Regions from separate parts of the Mus musculus genome. Here region 2 is linked to region 1. The links are chromatin contacts, called in public HiCAR-type maps. All regions are on one chromosome and are shown on one strand. The core of a region is the stretch at or near the end of the contact, and the rest is flanking DNA. Distances in the headings are between cores, read along the strand shown. Region 1 overlaps Kdm7a (lysine (K)-specific demethylase 7A). Region 2 overlaps Slc37a3 (solute carrier family 37 (glycerol-3-phosphate transporter), member 3).

The links. HiCAR-type assays count read pairs that join an accessible place to other places.
Region 2: a contact with region 1 is called in a HiCAR-type map of Th2 cells, with 5 times the contacts expected there. The contact joins two enhancer-like sites. A contact is called at or near these places in 3 of 15 datasets of contacts at CTCF or cohesin (the NIH/3T3 cell line and large pre-B cells), 13 of 484 Hi-C or Micro-C datasets (the HPC-5 cell line, bone marrow-derived macrophages, cerebellar granule neurons and 9 more), 6 of 115 datasets of contacts at active chromatin or transcription factors (CD8 T cells, Th2 cells, bone marrow-derived dendritic cells and 3 more) and 3 of 9 other capture datasets (adipose tissue, liver and pancreatic islet).

The regions. Positions count from the first base shown.
Region 1 is chr6:39,161,947-39,168,757 of GRCm38.p6, reverse strand. It overlaps Kdm7a (lysine (K)-specific demethylase 7A), which reads left to right. Exons shown (of 20, transcript NM_001033430.4): 8 at 2,004-2,091; 9 at 3,555-3,661. Among named protein-coding and RNA genes, the nearest start is that of Kdm7a, 41 kb to the left of the region's middle. Within about 2 kb of position 3,672, at least 5 of the 459 cell types and tissues checked have an H3K27ac peak or open chromatin away from gene starts, as enhancers often do. A contact at or near this core is called in Th2 cells, where this site is marked.
Region 2 is chr6:39,330,532-39,337,342 of GRCm38.p6, reverse strand. Slc37a3 (solute carrier family 37 (glycerol-3-phosphate transporter), member 3) reads left to right here. Exons shown (of 15, transcript NM_028123.3): 15 at 59-2,573. The coding sequence ends at 151. Among named protein-coding and RNA genes, the nearest start is that of Gm26008, 34 kb to the right of the region's middle. Within about 2 kb of position 3,027, at least 82 of the 459 cell types and tissues checked have an H3K27ac peak or open chromatin away from gene starts, as enhancers often do. A contact at or near this core is called in Th2 cells, where this site is marked.

The sequences.
Region 1 (6,811 bases), core at 2,423-4,922:
AAAGTTCCCTGTCTAAATCCAGCTTGCATGGCAGAGCCAGTAATGGCCTGGGGCTGGGACTTTGTGGGAGCTGCTTTGGATCCTGAGAACCTGACTCTTCCTACCTTACAGGGCTAGAGTTATCAGTCCCAAGGCCACTGTGTGCTCTGTCTGCAAAGCTCTTGAGATACCCTATGTTCCCCTTTTGCAACATTGTTTGATTAGTTTCTAATTTGATTAGTGCTAACTTAGTTCCATTGTATGATAGTTGTTGCTGTCCTGTTTCTGCTCTGGAAATAGTATGCATAAGATGTTGTACTTCTTAATAAGCTTTCTTGGCATAAGACAGAAGTTGTGCAAGACCCCTGTCTTATTTACCCTCTCATCTTCTGGCCACCTTCTACTTAGGACCCTGTTACTAAAGAACCACCTCTGGTCTAGATCAGAGATAGAGAGTCACATGGAGTCAGCTTGAAATTAAAACCAACTTTGGCTTTGATATATTCAGAATGTGGCTTTTATGTCCTTATATAAGAAAGACTAGGAATCTTTTCTCTGAATCTGTTTGTTCATTTGAGGACTTGATCACCATCCTATTAAATAGTTCAATTTAATGACTTTTAATAGATTAGTATGATCACACAACCATCAACGTTATCTAAGTGGAGAATGGTTTCATTGTGTTCAAAAGAAACCGAATACCTTTTCACAGACACTATCATTCTCTACTTCCTTGACCCACTGGCAACTACTACTATACTTTGCATGTTTGCCTATTTTGACAATTAATATGTTTCAAACCTTTTGTGTCTAGTCTCTTCCCTCTGTCTACTTTTCTATCTCTTCCGTTCTGTTTTTTGTTGGTTTGTTTGTTCCGTTGGTTGGTTAGTTTTTGGAGAGAGGGTCTCATATAGCCCAGGCTGGCCTGGAACTTACTGTGTAGCTGAAACTGTCTTGCCTCTCCTGAATGCTGAAGTTATAGGCATGTGCTATCATGCTCAGCTGTGAGATATTTCCTAGGCTCATCCATGCCATAGAACAACAATCTTTTTTTGGTATAACTATTCCTTTGCAGGATATACCATAGTTTGTTTATTCTACTCATTAGTTGATGAACATTTGAGTTGTTTCCACTTTTGTGACTTTAGTTTTTTGAACTTTTATGTATAGAGATGTTTTTGTTTCATTTCTTTGGTGTGTATACCAAATAAAATGGTTTTGTTGTATTATTTACCTGTGCTTAATTCTTTGAAGAACTACCGAGCTTCTCTGTACTTTATTCCTCAAGTATTGATAGTGGTGGTTGGCAGTGTGGACAAATATGCAGGGTATAGACTCTCCGGGCCAGTGGTTTTTTTTGAGACAGGGTTTCTCTGTATAGCCTTGACTGTCCTGGAACTCATTCTGTAGGCCAGGCTGGCCTTGAACTCAGTAATCCACCTGCTGCCTCTGCCTCCCAAATGCTGGGATTAAAGGCATGTGCCACCACTGCCCAGCTGGGCCAGCATTTTTGAGAGCCGTGTTCTTCTGGCTTGGATGACCTAATGGCCCTAGGGTTTATAAGGCTATCAAAACACCTAGAACCCTAGAACTATTAGGTCATCCAAGCCAGAACACTGTTCTCAAAAACGTTGGCCCAGTGAGTCTATAGCCTGCATATTCATTCACACTGCCAACTAATATTACCAATACTTGAGCTATAAAGTACAAAGAAGTTTGGTAGTTCCTCAAATGGAAAATGTGTTCTCTTAATTCAAATCAGATTTGACTAGCCTCAGAATAAAATCTTACATTGTAAAGGTGATTGTTTTTAAATTAGAAAAAAATTTAGACTTAGCACAAAACCTAGCATATTTTTGGCCTTTAATAAGTACGTAAATGAGTCAATCAGTAATAGTAATCACCAGCTTCTCTATTGCCAGGGTATGAAGTTAATTGACATTGGTTTTCAAGTTATTTACTTCACAGGTAGATAACATCTGTTCAGTTCAGAGGTTGGAACATCACTGCTTGGTGTGTTTCAGGGTGGATCCATGCTGTGCTCACTTCTCAGGACTGTATGGCTTTTGGAGGGAACTTTCTGCACAACCTCAACATTGGCATGCAGCTCAGGTCTGTATCATCCATACTCACAGGATCTTTTGTTTCTAATTAGAACATTTATGCTTGTCATAAAAAAGTACAATACGCCGGGCGTGGTGCTACACGCCTTTAATCCCGGCCTTTGGGAGGCAGAAGCAGATGAATTTCTGAGTTCGAGGCCAGCCTGGTCTACAGAGTAAGTTCCAGGACAGCCAGGGCTACACAGAGAAACCCTGTCTCGAAAAAAAAGTACAATACATTTTGAGATTCTGTGGAGATAGGCCTTGAAGAATAATTAGGAATGGGAATTTTAGAGGATCCTTTCAAATGTAAAATAAAATTAATAACTTGTTCAACATGATGATAGCTCCCACATTTTAAATTTTATAAAATATACTTTTCTTTGTCTATAAACTAGTATTGTGAGAATGATTAAATTAGTCAGATTTGGGTATACCTGTGGAGATAGAACAATCCTTAAGTCAGGATTGCTGTCAAAATACCTTTATATTTTGATATAGGCAGTTATTTCACCTTTTGATGAGAGCTGACCTTGTGCTTTATCCCTTCACTGTACTCAGAAAGGGTATACTGTTAGCCACATTACATACAGTAACAATACCTCATAATGGACACTGAGTGATGGCTCAGAAAAGGGGAAGTACCTTTTGGAAGCCATGGATCATTGGGATTCCCCGAATGTGGTGACTCCTGCCACTATGTGTGTACATGGCAGCCCTTAATGTTTTGGCTGTTGAAGTTAGCAAAAGAGATGATGGCTCCTACACATACAAGGCTTTTAATCCATGGTAGGTTGTTTTAGTCATAAGTTTCAGTCATTTTGTACCTGAGCTATTTCTGGAGCAGAGATGACTACTTCTATAATGCTATAGAATCTATAACAGAAGACCAATATTGTAAAAACTATGGTCCTTATCTTTATACTTTGACTAGTGCCAAGTATGGTATTTATTGATCCTGAATGCTTAATAGAGCCTAAAGAGAATGTTGGTGGATATTGCAGTGTTGCCCAACACATGGACTTTTAACTGATTTTCAACATTGTTTTACTAGTGGAACTATCATAAAATCTCTGTGTTAAAATTAGGATACAAATCCCAGGAAATGAAGTGATATTTTACAATATCCAATGTAACTTTTCTTTCGAGACAGGGTTTCTCTGTGTAGTCCTGGCCATCCTGAACTTACTCTGTAGACCAGGCTGGCCTCAAACCCAGAGATTTGCCTGATTCTGCCTTCTGATTGCTGGGATCAAAGATGTACACCACTACCACCACCTGGCCCCCATGTAATTCTTAGGTAGACTGTCAAATTTAGTAAGGTCACAGTTTGATCTTGTCAAAAAGTGATATTGTTAAGTAAATATACAGTCCATATTTATCATGGCCTGCTTGTTTTCAGTTGATTACCTTCATTTAACTTTTAAAATGCTAACATTAATATTAACTGTTCTTCAAATTTCATTCATTTAGGTGTTATGAGATGGAAAAAAGACTAAAAACACCAGATCTTTTCAAATTTCCTTTCTTTGAAGCCATATGCTGGTTTGTAGCCAAAAGTTTGCTGGAAACCTTGAAAGGTAATGAGTCATTTGCACACTCTGTTCTGTGATGAAATGTATGATTGCAGAGTCTTTGAGGGGTACCTTTTCCTAGATGTCACCATCCATTTTAAAATTATTTTGTTTTTATCTTTAAGTGTGTGTGTGTGTGTGTGTGTGTTTGGGGTGGGTGAGTACAGTGTCGGAAACTGAACTGAGGTCCTCTGCAAAAGCAACACACTCCTTTAACTGCTGAGCCATCTCTCTAGTCTGGCTCCCCCCAACCCCTTTTAAAAGTATGGATTTTCCCCCAACCCTTTTTAAAATATGGATTTTTCCCCTTCCCCTGATAAAAATCTTTTTAGCACTTAGAGCAGTGTTTCTCAATCTTTAATATACTTCCTCATGTTGTAGAGACTCACCCCCATCATAAAATTATTTTGTTACTACTTAAAAACTCTAATTTTGTTACTGTTATAAATCATAATTCAAATATCTGATATGCAGGATATCTGATATACCACACTGTTAAAGGGTCATTTGACCCCAAAGGGGTTATAATCCACAGGTTGAGAACCAATAAGTTAGAATATTTAGTATATAATAACCCCCTTCCTGGGAAATGTTTCATTTAGTGGATGAGTGGCCTGCACACATTTTAGTGTTTTGCTCTCTAATGTGTAGTTTGTTATTACCTAACACTTGTTCTTAAATATTTGCCTAAATAATTAGAGGAATGGGGGATAGGCATGGTAGTGCATGCTTTTAACCCTAGCACTTAGGAGGCAGAGGTAGGCAGCTCTTCAGGGTGTTTTTTTTTTTGTTTTGTTTTTTGTTTTTTGTTTTTCAAGACAGGGTTTCTCTGTGTAGCCCTGGCTGTCCTGGAACTCACTCTGTAGACCAGGCTGGCCTCGAACTCAGAAATCTGCCTGCCTCTGCCTCCCAAGTGCTGGGATTAAAGGTGTGTGCCATCACGCCTGGCCTGTTTTTTGTTTTTCTTATTTTTAAACGGTCTCACTGTGTACAGAACTCACTGTGTAGAATAGGCTGGCTTCAAACACAGAGAGATTGACTAGCCTCTGTCTACCAAGTGCTGGGATTAAAAGATGTGCATCACACTTGGCCCAACACTAAATTTTTTGAAGAATGATCATGGAGCGGCTGTCTGTATCTTCCTTAGTGTCTTTTACAATGTTGTTCAACCTTGCACTTTCATATCTTGATAGATTTATTCCTAGGTACTTTGCAGTTTAGTGCTATTAAGAAAATAACGTATAGTTATTCCCATGGTAGAACCATGTAAAATTGCTATTTTCATATTTCAAAATGGTCAAATACTGGCAACTCCATATGGTTCAACCTAATTGCAAGGGTCCAACCCAGGACCTTGTGCATATTAGGCAAGTCTTCTACTACTTAGCTATAATATAATCCTAGCCCTGAAACAAGCACTTTTCAAAGCATCAATTAAGTCGTTTTTGTTTGCCTTGAATAGAGGTTACCTGTGTGAATAGCCTTTTTAAACTAGGTGCACACAAGTATGTGTGCTTGCCGTCATTATAGGCATTCATCCTGGAAATAGGAATGGTTAGTTGTTTCCTCACAGCACATTCTTCATCACTAACCCTTTTACGTGGACTGTTGGCACCTGATTGTTAAACACTCGTATGATATGGGTTAAGTGACCTCCAAACTGTATTTCATGCCAGTGATAATAACAGTTAGCCAGTTTGGATTTCTCTAAGTCAGCTACTGAAGTATCTTGCTTTTGCATTAACTTACTTAAATTTTGGCCACATATAAAATTAATACACTTGAGATTTTTAGTCACTCTCTTTTAAAATAAAAAAAGGCATTTATATATGTGTATGTATGCATTTATACATATAACAAGGTTACTGAATAAAAAAATTGGTAAAAATTATTTCAATATTCTTGTAAAAAAAAATCTTTCATTTGCTTGATGTAATACTTCTTTGGCTAAGCTAGGTCCTGGAGGTTCCTGGCCTCTGTACAATCTAGTCTAGGCCTAGAATGTTTTCAGCCTCTGAGACTGACTGCTGAATCAGCTCACCCTTTTCTTAGTCTTTCTGAACGCTGGCTGGCTGGTTCAACTCAGCTGTTCTGCTCAAACTCCTCTCCAAGATGACTGATTCAATATGGCTATTCTCTCTTGGGCACTCCTGAGTTGCTCTGCTTGGCCTTACATTAACGTTAACAATCTTTCTAATCTTCTGACTCCTCTTGTTTTGTCTCTACCTGTGTCTAACTTGCTCGCTCTCTGCAACCTGTCTGTGTACAACTGCTCCTTCTCGCTCTCTGTGCTGCTCTACTTCCCTCTCAACTCTACTGTGTAGCTCTCAGGACTACTGTACTCCTGTACTGTACTTTCTCCTTCCTGTTTTCGCTGTCTCCCCCTTAAGTAGCTGCTTTCCTTTCCCCTCTATTCTTGTGAGAGTTGGGCATATTCTGTCAAGTCTTTCTTGCATTTGACACTTTGTCTGCCACTCAATTAGACATCACTTTCAAACATGGGTGCTTCCGTCTACAAACTAACTTTACCTTCATTGTTTGGAATTAAAAGTAAGTACTAAGGGTGTGTCTCTCTTCCATCCAGACTGGAAACAGGTTCAAATATCTTGTAATATAGACTATCACTGAATTTAAAAAAGAAAAAGAAAAACGTGGACTATCCTACAGTGTAATTAAGTTACAGCTTCCTCTGATTCTCTACGTAGTCACTGTCGTTACTTTTGACAGTAATACTTTTGTCTTCATTACCCATGTTTTAAATGAAAATAATTTTTTCCATTTGTAAATTTCATATAAAAATTTCAAAGGGATACTATCCGTGGCCTTTAAAAATGATATTTTATCTATTTATTTTGGTGTAGGAGGGGTGTGAGTCTGCCGCTGTGTATGGAGGGCAAAGATAAGTTTTTGGGAGTTGGTTCTCCCCTTCACCATGTGGCCCCGGAACCAAACTCCGGTCATGGGGCTCTGTGTCAAATGCTTTTGCACACTGAGCCATCTTGCCAGCCCTCCTGTGACCTTTCACTTGGTATTGTTTTGCCTATTTGAGATAGGGTCTCTCTTGATGAAGCTGTCTCTTTACTGCTAGCATTGCAGATGTGCGTTACCACAATTGCGTTATCCAACTATTGTCTGTAACAGTGGTTGTCACCTGTA
Region 2 (6,811 bases), core at 1,778-4,277, 170 kb before region 1:
ATCATGACGCTCTAAGAGAAGTAAGTTGTTCATTTTAAAAACTTTTTTCTCTTCACAGACAAGTTGTACAATTCTGTTTATCTTGCCGTTAATAGTGAGGGAAGTATTTTCTCTTGTGCAAAGGAGACAAGCTCACTCACTTAATGAATGACGGGGTCCCACAGGAGAGGACGGACTGGGAAGCTTAGGAGGGCCCATAGGCCTTCAGTTCACTCGTGTGGAGTTCTCTAAACACTAATGGAGCCTTGGCTTGTCAGGCATCCTACAACACTGCCAGCTACCCCAGACACAGGCAAGGAAGGGGCGAATTATTTTTTTACACTACAGCAGTTCCTGGAGAATTTTATAACATTTGTGAATGTACTGAAAGGAAAATGAACCTGCCAGCATCTTTGTTGGGCTTGTCAGCTTATCCCTCTAACGCTAGATACCGGTTTTGGTCCTGGACCCTTGTTCTTCAGCCTTAATCAAGAGCTAAGTGATCAGGAGGCAGAATCATGTTGTATTGATGAGAAGACTATGGTACGGAGCTCTGATACCACATTTGCAGAGAGTGGATCACCATTAAGGCATCAGAGCAGAGCTGAGTCCAGATGATGCTACAGGCCTGCGGTGGACGAAACACACCTTTACCAAGGTGGAAAGATCACACTGTGCGATGGCTGGGTCACTCTGTGGCTTCTGGAAGTTCTCGTCCTCTCTAGAATGGCTGTTGGCTTGTTCTCCTCCGACTTCATTCACATTTGACTGACTCCTAGGAGCAGTCTTCTGTTTGTGGACTATTATATTTCAGACATTCCAGTATGGAGCTTTCAAACCCACGTTCACAGTCTGGGAACGACAAGACCCTCTGAGAAGCTGTTCTATGTAGCCTTATTGTTGGAAGATTGGTCTCTGTCACAGCCGCAGCCAGGTTCCTGAAGTTCCCTCAGCAGAAGATGGAAAGACAAAGGCTCTTTGTTCTGGGGGTATGAAGTGTATGTATTGAATCATGTTAGTGGATTGTTAGGGCCTGAGGCCTGCCCTTTAGAAGATTGTAGTGTGTATGTCTTCAAGACTATGAATTCTATAAGAATCAATACTTTAAGGTCATTCTGTACATACATTTTAAATTATGTAAACTAGGAGGAAAATGTACAATTTTGAGGGATACCTAATTCACGTTGGGTTAGGAAATATTCTTCCACCTCTTGCTTTATGCTCCAAGGTATGTATTGATGAACTTGCAGGAATACTACAGATTTCTGACCATTTTCCTGTTCAGTCACTGACATAAAGGGAAAACACAAAACATAGGAAGGTAGGGGAAACAAACCCCCGCTTTTGTAATAAACGTCCAGCGGTTGTTTGGTTACTTAGTCCCTGCTTAAGCTTGACATTGCCTCTCACTTTCCCTTTCTGTGTGGTGCTGGGGTGGACTCTGGGTCCTGCACATGCCCAGTGTGTCTCCCAATGCCCTGCACTCCCAGCCCAGCCCCACAGTTAAGTACAGCGGTGCCTTGAGTTCCCCAGCACTTGTCACTGGAAGCAGACAGCCCACAGCCTTGCCAGGTGGAGCTGCTCCCCTGCCCTAGGTCCTGGGGGGCCTCATTCCCATTAGAGGGAGCACCCCCTCTCTCCCTCTGAGGCAGACTGCTCAGTGGTGCCTGCAGATGAAGCCTCTGTCGCATGTGGCTCAGAGGTTCGTCCTCCTCAGTGGGTTCATCTTCATGTTCTCATATCAGCCCGTGCCGCCTTTTCCAGGTTAGTCTTGAGCACCTACCCCCTTCTCCGTGGCTCTCCAGGCTCTGCCTGAAATGGAGCTGTAAACACTCAGAACAGGATGAAACGATGTTTTTCTCTCTGAATCTGAGTACGTTCTCCATCTACTTCTGCCCACCTGGGAAGGAAGTGGCTTTAACAAACGCCTAGGCATTTGCCTCATTTTCTTATTAAATGTTTGCCTGGAAGGAAGGGTCAGAGCTGGCGAGCTGGCTGGGTGGGTGAAGTGCTTGCTTTGAAAGCATGAATACCTGAGTTTGGACTCTCAGTCCCCGTGTACACATCTGGGTGCAGCGGCACACAGTTCCAGTGCTCAGGAGACATTGGAAACAGGTCTGGCTGAGCTAGAGTGCTGAGGTTCAGGAAGAGAGCCTGTCTCAGAAGACAGTGACGGGCTGGAGAGGTGGCTCTGTGGCTTTAGAGTACTAGCTGCTCTCCCAGAGGACCCAGATTCAGTTCCCAGAACCCACATGACAGTCACAACCATCTGCATACCTCCAGAGTCAAGAGATACAGCACCCACTTCTGACCTTCACAGGTACTACATGCACACGGTACACTTAGGCAAAACACAAACACACATGGATACTACTTAAAAGGGGGAGGGGGTGTGATAGAGGAAGATAGCCAGTGTTGACCCCTGGTCTTCATGTGATCATGTACCCACACACCTATGCACACGTGCTAACATATATCAAAAATAGCAGAAAAGGCCACAGTAAAGGCTGGTTTGAAAATGGATTAAAAATTAATTTGGGGGAAAATCGTAGGAGGCTTTCACACACTGAAATAAAGAATGACTGGATGGGAAACATTTTGCCCTTAAGTGTGTCTGTCCTGGAATTTAACAATAGTAGTTACATATTCCTTAAATCAGAACTTAGGAAAAGAAAGAAAACCCCTTCTTGACAGCTAGGTTGAAGGACCAGAGCGTGGCGAGTCATCTTCCTGGTGCTGCAGCTGGTACCCAGGGCCTCTGTGCTTGCTAAACGGGTGCTCTCCTGGTAACCCTGGGTGGTGTGGAATTAACGATGACCCTTCTGCCTTTGCCTCTTGAGTGTGGGGTGACACATACGAGCCACCACGCCTAGCTGCAAAAACCTTCACTTGTACTGACTAGTTTTTCTGACTAACATCCTGTTTTTCTTTCCTGTTGCCTTCCTGGCTCTACCCGCAACTTTCCCCTCAGCAGCTGAACTAGGTAACCATGTTTGCCAGGACTGGCTTGCTCTGCGCCTGCCACTCTGCCTCAGTCATCAGTGACATCAGCAGCAGCATGCGCCTCCTTTTACCAAAGAGGACATCATATCCTCTTACCACCCACAGGAACAGCTTGTGTAGCTTGAGTTTGGGAGCCCCACCCCTTATTTCTTTTTATTTTTCCACTTGAGGCAGGGTTTCTCTATGTAGCCCTGGCTGTCTTGGAACTTACTCTGTAGTCCAGGCTAGGCTTGAACTCAGAGATCTGGCTACCTCTGCCTCCTGAGTGCTGGGATTAAAGGCATGCACCACCATGGCCTTACTGTTTGGTTTTTAAAATCTTTTTCTTGTATTTGACACTGGTGAATACCTTTTCCCAGGACTTTTTAAAAAATTTTTAAAAAAGATGTATTTATTATATATAAGTACACTGTTGCTGTCTTCACCAGAAAAGGGCATCAGATCTCATTACAGGTGGTTGTGAGCCACCATGTGGTTGCTGGAAATTGAACTCAGAACCTCTGGAAGAGCAGGCAGTGCTCTTAACTACTGAGCCATCTCTCTAGCGCAGGTCTTTTTTAAAAAAAGCCTTCTTAACATTGTTATAGAGTATTTACGTTTCTTTCTTTCTTTTTTTTTTTTTTTTTTTTTTGGTATGTCTGTTCTTGTTTATTGATTTAGTTCTTGTTTTGTTTTTTTTTTTCCTCTGCTTAAAGACCACTCTAGATATTATTTTTAATTAGGTATTTTCTTCATTTACATTTCAAATACTATCCCAAAAATCCCCTGTACCCTTCCCCTCCACTCCCCTACCCACCCACTCCCACTTCTTGGCCCTGGCATTCCCCTGTACTGAGGCATATAAAGTTTGCAAGACCAAGGGGCCTCTTTTCCCAATGATGGCCGACTAGGCCATCTTCTGCTACATATGCAGCTAGAGACATGAGCTCTGGGGGTACTGGTTAGTTCATATTGTTGTTCCACTTATAGGGTTGCAGACCTATTTAGCTCCTTGGGTACTTTCTCTAGCTCCTCCATTGGGGGCCCTGTGATCCATCCAATAGCTGACTGTGAGCATCCACTTCTGTGTTTGCTAGGCACCGGCATAGCCTCACAAGAGACAGCTATATCAGGGTCCTTTCAGCAAAATCTTGCTGGTGTATGCAATGGTGTCAGCGTTTGGGGGCTGATTATGGGATGGATCCCCGGGTGTGGCAGTCTCTATATGGTCCATTACGTTTCTTTTTAATCTTTGGGTTTGTGTGGGTATATTATGCTCATTTGTACATTTAGTGACCGCAGCTCCTAGGTTCATGTGTATTTGCACATGTGTGTGTGTATGTATGTTTATATGCATGTGTGTATGTGTCTGAATGTGTGTGTGCATGTGTTTGTGTTTATATGCATGTGTGTGTATTTATCTGCATGTGTGTATGTATGCATGTGTGTATGTGTGTTTATGTGAGAGTGTGTATGTGTGCTTATGTGAGCGTGTGTGTGTGTGCGCGCGCACACGCATGTGTGTACGTGCATGGCTGTGTGCAGACCACAGGCTGACATTGCTTTCCTTGCTCATACAGAATTGGACTGTTAGTTCACATCGTGCTGTGATGGCTGTACGCATCCCTTCCTTCTTGTCCTAATTCATTCTTCCCTCTAACAACTCGTTTTGCTCCCAGCTCTTTCAGTTTTCAGTTTCCTTCTGAGTTTTCCAGCAGCATTTATTGAAGAACCCCCGTGGAACCAGTGCTGTAAGCCTCCCACCACCTTTACTTACGCTGAGAGTCAAATCCATCTTACTTGTATACTTGGTATCTATGGCCCCTGGGACAGTACGGCCCTCTTCTTCCAGGGCCAAGGCCAGGTGGAGCAGGCCATGCATGGTTCCTGAACCTTGCAGATGGTCCCTGCACTGCTCACAATAGTTCTCCTGCAGTGGCTGCCTACATTGTCAGGCTGCATGGCTCCACACTAGTGTCCGGTCCTCAGCTCTCAGATTACCTAGCAGCAGGAAGCCTTGGACACAGCAGTGCTCAGCAACCTCTTTGGAGCCTGTTTTTTTCTGGGCTGTCTCCTCCCCAGCCCTTCACAGTCTTCCTCTTGAACGCCCCTACCCTGTCTTCTCTGCCTCAGGTGATGGGCCTACCCTGTTGGGGCCTTTCAGGGCCCTTATCTTAGACACTGTCTGCCAGGCCCACTGGCTTTACTGCCTGATGGTATCTTCTGGTACAATAATTCTGGAAATGCTTCCTGCATTTCCTCAATTAGGTGAGAGTGGGCACCATGGCCAAGGACAAGCAGCTGTTTAGCTGGTACACTGACTTCCAGATTGGATCCGCCTTCCCACATTGCCCCTTTGAACTTTCGGATACTATCTTACTTACCTCCCACCCAATCTTTCTTTCTTTCCTTACTGTAGTTCCTGAAGCATTTCTGGCAAGATAGATAACTCGTTTCAGCACGTATCTTAAGTAAATCAGATTAAATGTGAAGAACTAGTGTTAGTGTAGACATAGATGGTCCAAAGACCTTACCTGGGTATGCATGTGCTAATGTTAAACCTAGCATTTATCTTTAGTTACATGTTACTAATGGCATTTTAGAAGCAAAAATCTACACAGGGGTAGTTTCAGGGAATCCAGTGCCCTCTTCTGGCCTCATTGGGCTAATGATTTTTGGGCAACTTGACACAAACCTAGACATATTTGGGAAGATAGAATCTTAATTGAGAGAAAGCCCCCGTCAGAATGTCCATATATGTATACATGGGCAGGCGGTCCTGGATTATAAAAGAGAGAAGGCTGAGCACGTCATGGGGACCAAGCCAGTAAGCTGCACTCCTCTATGGCCTCTGCTCCAGTCCCTGCCTCCAGGTACCTGCTTTATGATGGACTATGATCAGGTCGGGTAAGCTAAATTAGCCTTTTCCTCACCAGTTTGTTTGTGGTCATGGTGTTTTATCATAGCAATAGAAACCTTAAGACACAGACAAAAGACTTCTACTCCTAGAATAAGTTTTTAGAAAACCACTGTCCCATTTACTGTTTGTCTGCACCACAGGCTTTGTGGTTCTGAGGCTTGCAGCTGAGAGCCCAGAGAAGATGACTGTGTTGGCTAGGGTTGCAAAGAGATAGGAGAGAGGCACACACGTAGTGTTTTTCCATCCCAGCACGTGGCCTGGCCTTCCCTCCAGCCTACTCTGGTTCTAGGCTCCCATCCAAGGTGTGGTGGTACAGTGCATGAGGCTTGTGAGGTGGTGTGTGAAAACTCCCCGTGGCCCCTGCACCTGCCACTGGGCTCAGGACTTTGCAGAGGTAGCCACGTCACCGTGCGGGTATATGGCATTGCCTGATCCTAGCCCCTCTCTGTCGTAGTTTTCTACTTTTAGTGTGGGGTGGGTGTGGTGTCTATGTGCATGTGTGTGCAGGTGCGCTTAACTAGTACGTGAATGTGGAGTCCAGAGTTGTATGCTGAGCGTCTTCTCTTGTCCTCTACCTTAGCATTTAAAACTTTTTTTGTGTATGGGTGTTTTGCCTGCATGTGTGTGTGTGTGTGTGTGTGTGTGTGTGTGTGTGTGTGTGTGCTGTGTGCTAGGAGGCCAGGACAGGGTGTTGGATCCTCTGGAGTTGGAGTCACTGGCAGTTGTGAGCCACCACGGTGGTGCTGGGAACTGGTCCTATGCATGGGCAGGCAGTACTTTTAACTGCGGAGCCACCTCTCCAGCCCCATTACCTTGCTTTTTGAGGTAAGCTCTCGTCTGTCTCTGATCCTTTCCCCAGTGCTGGGGTCACAGACACATGCCTGTGGCACTAGTTATTTCTTGTTGTTTTGTTTTTGTTTGTTTGTTTTA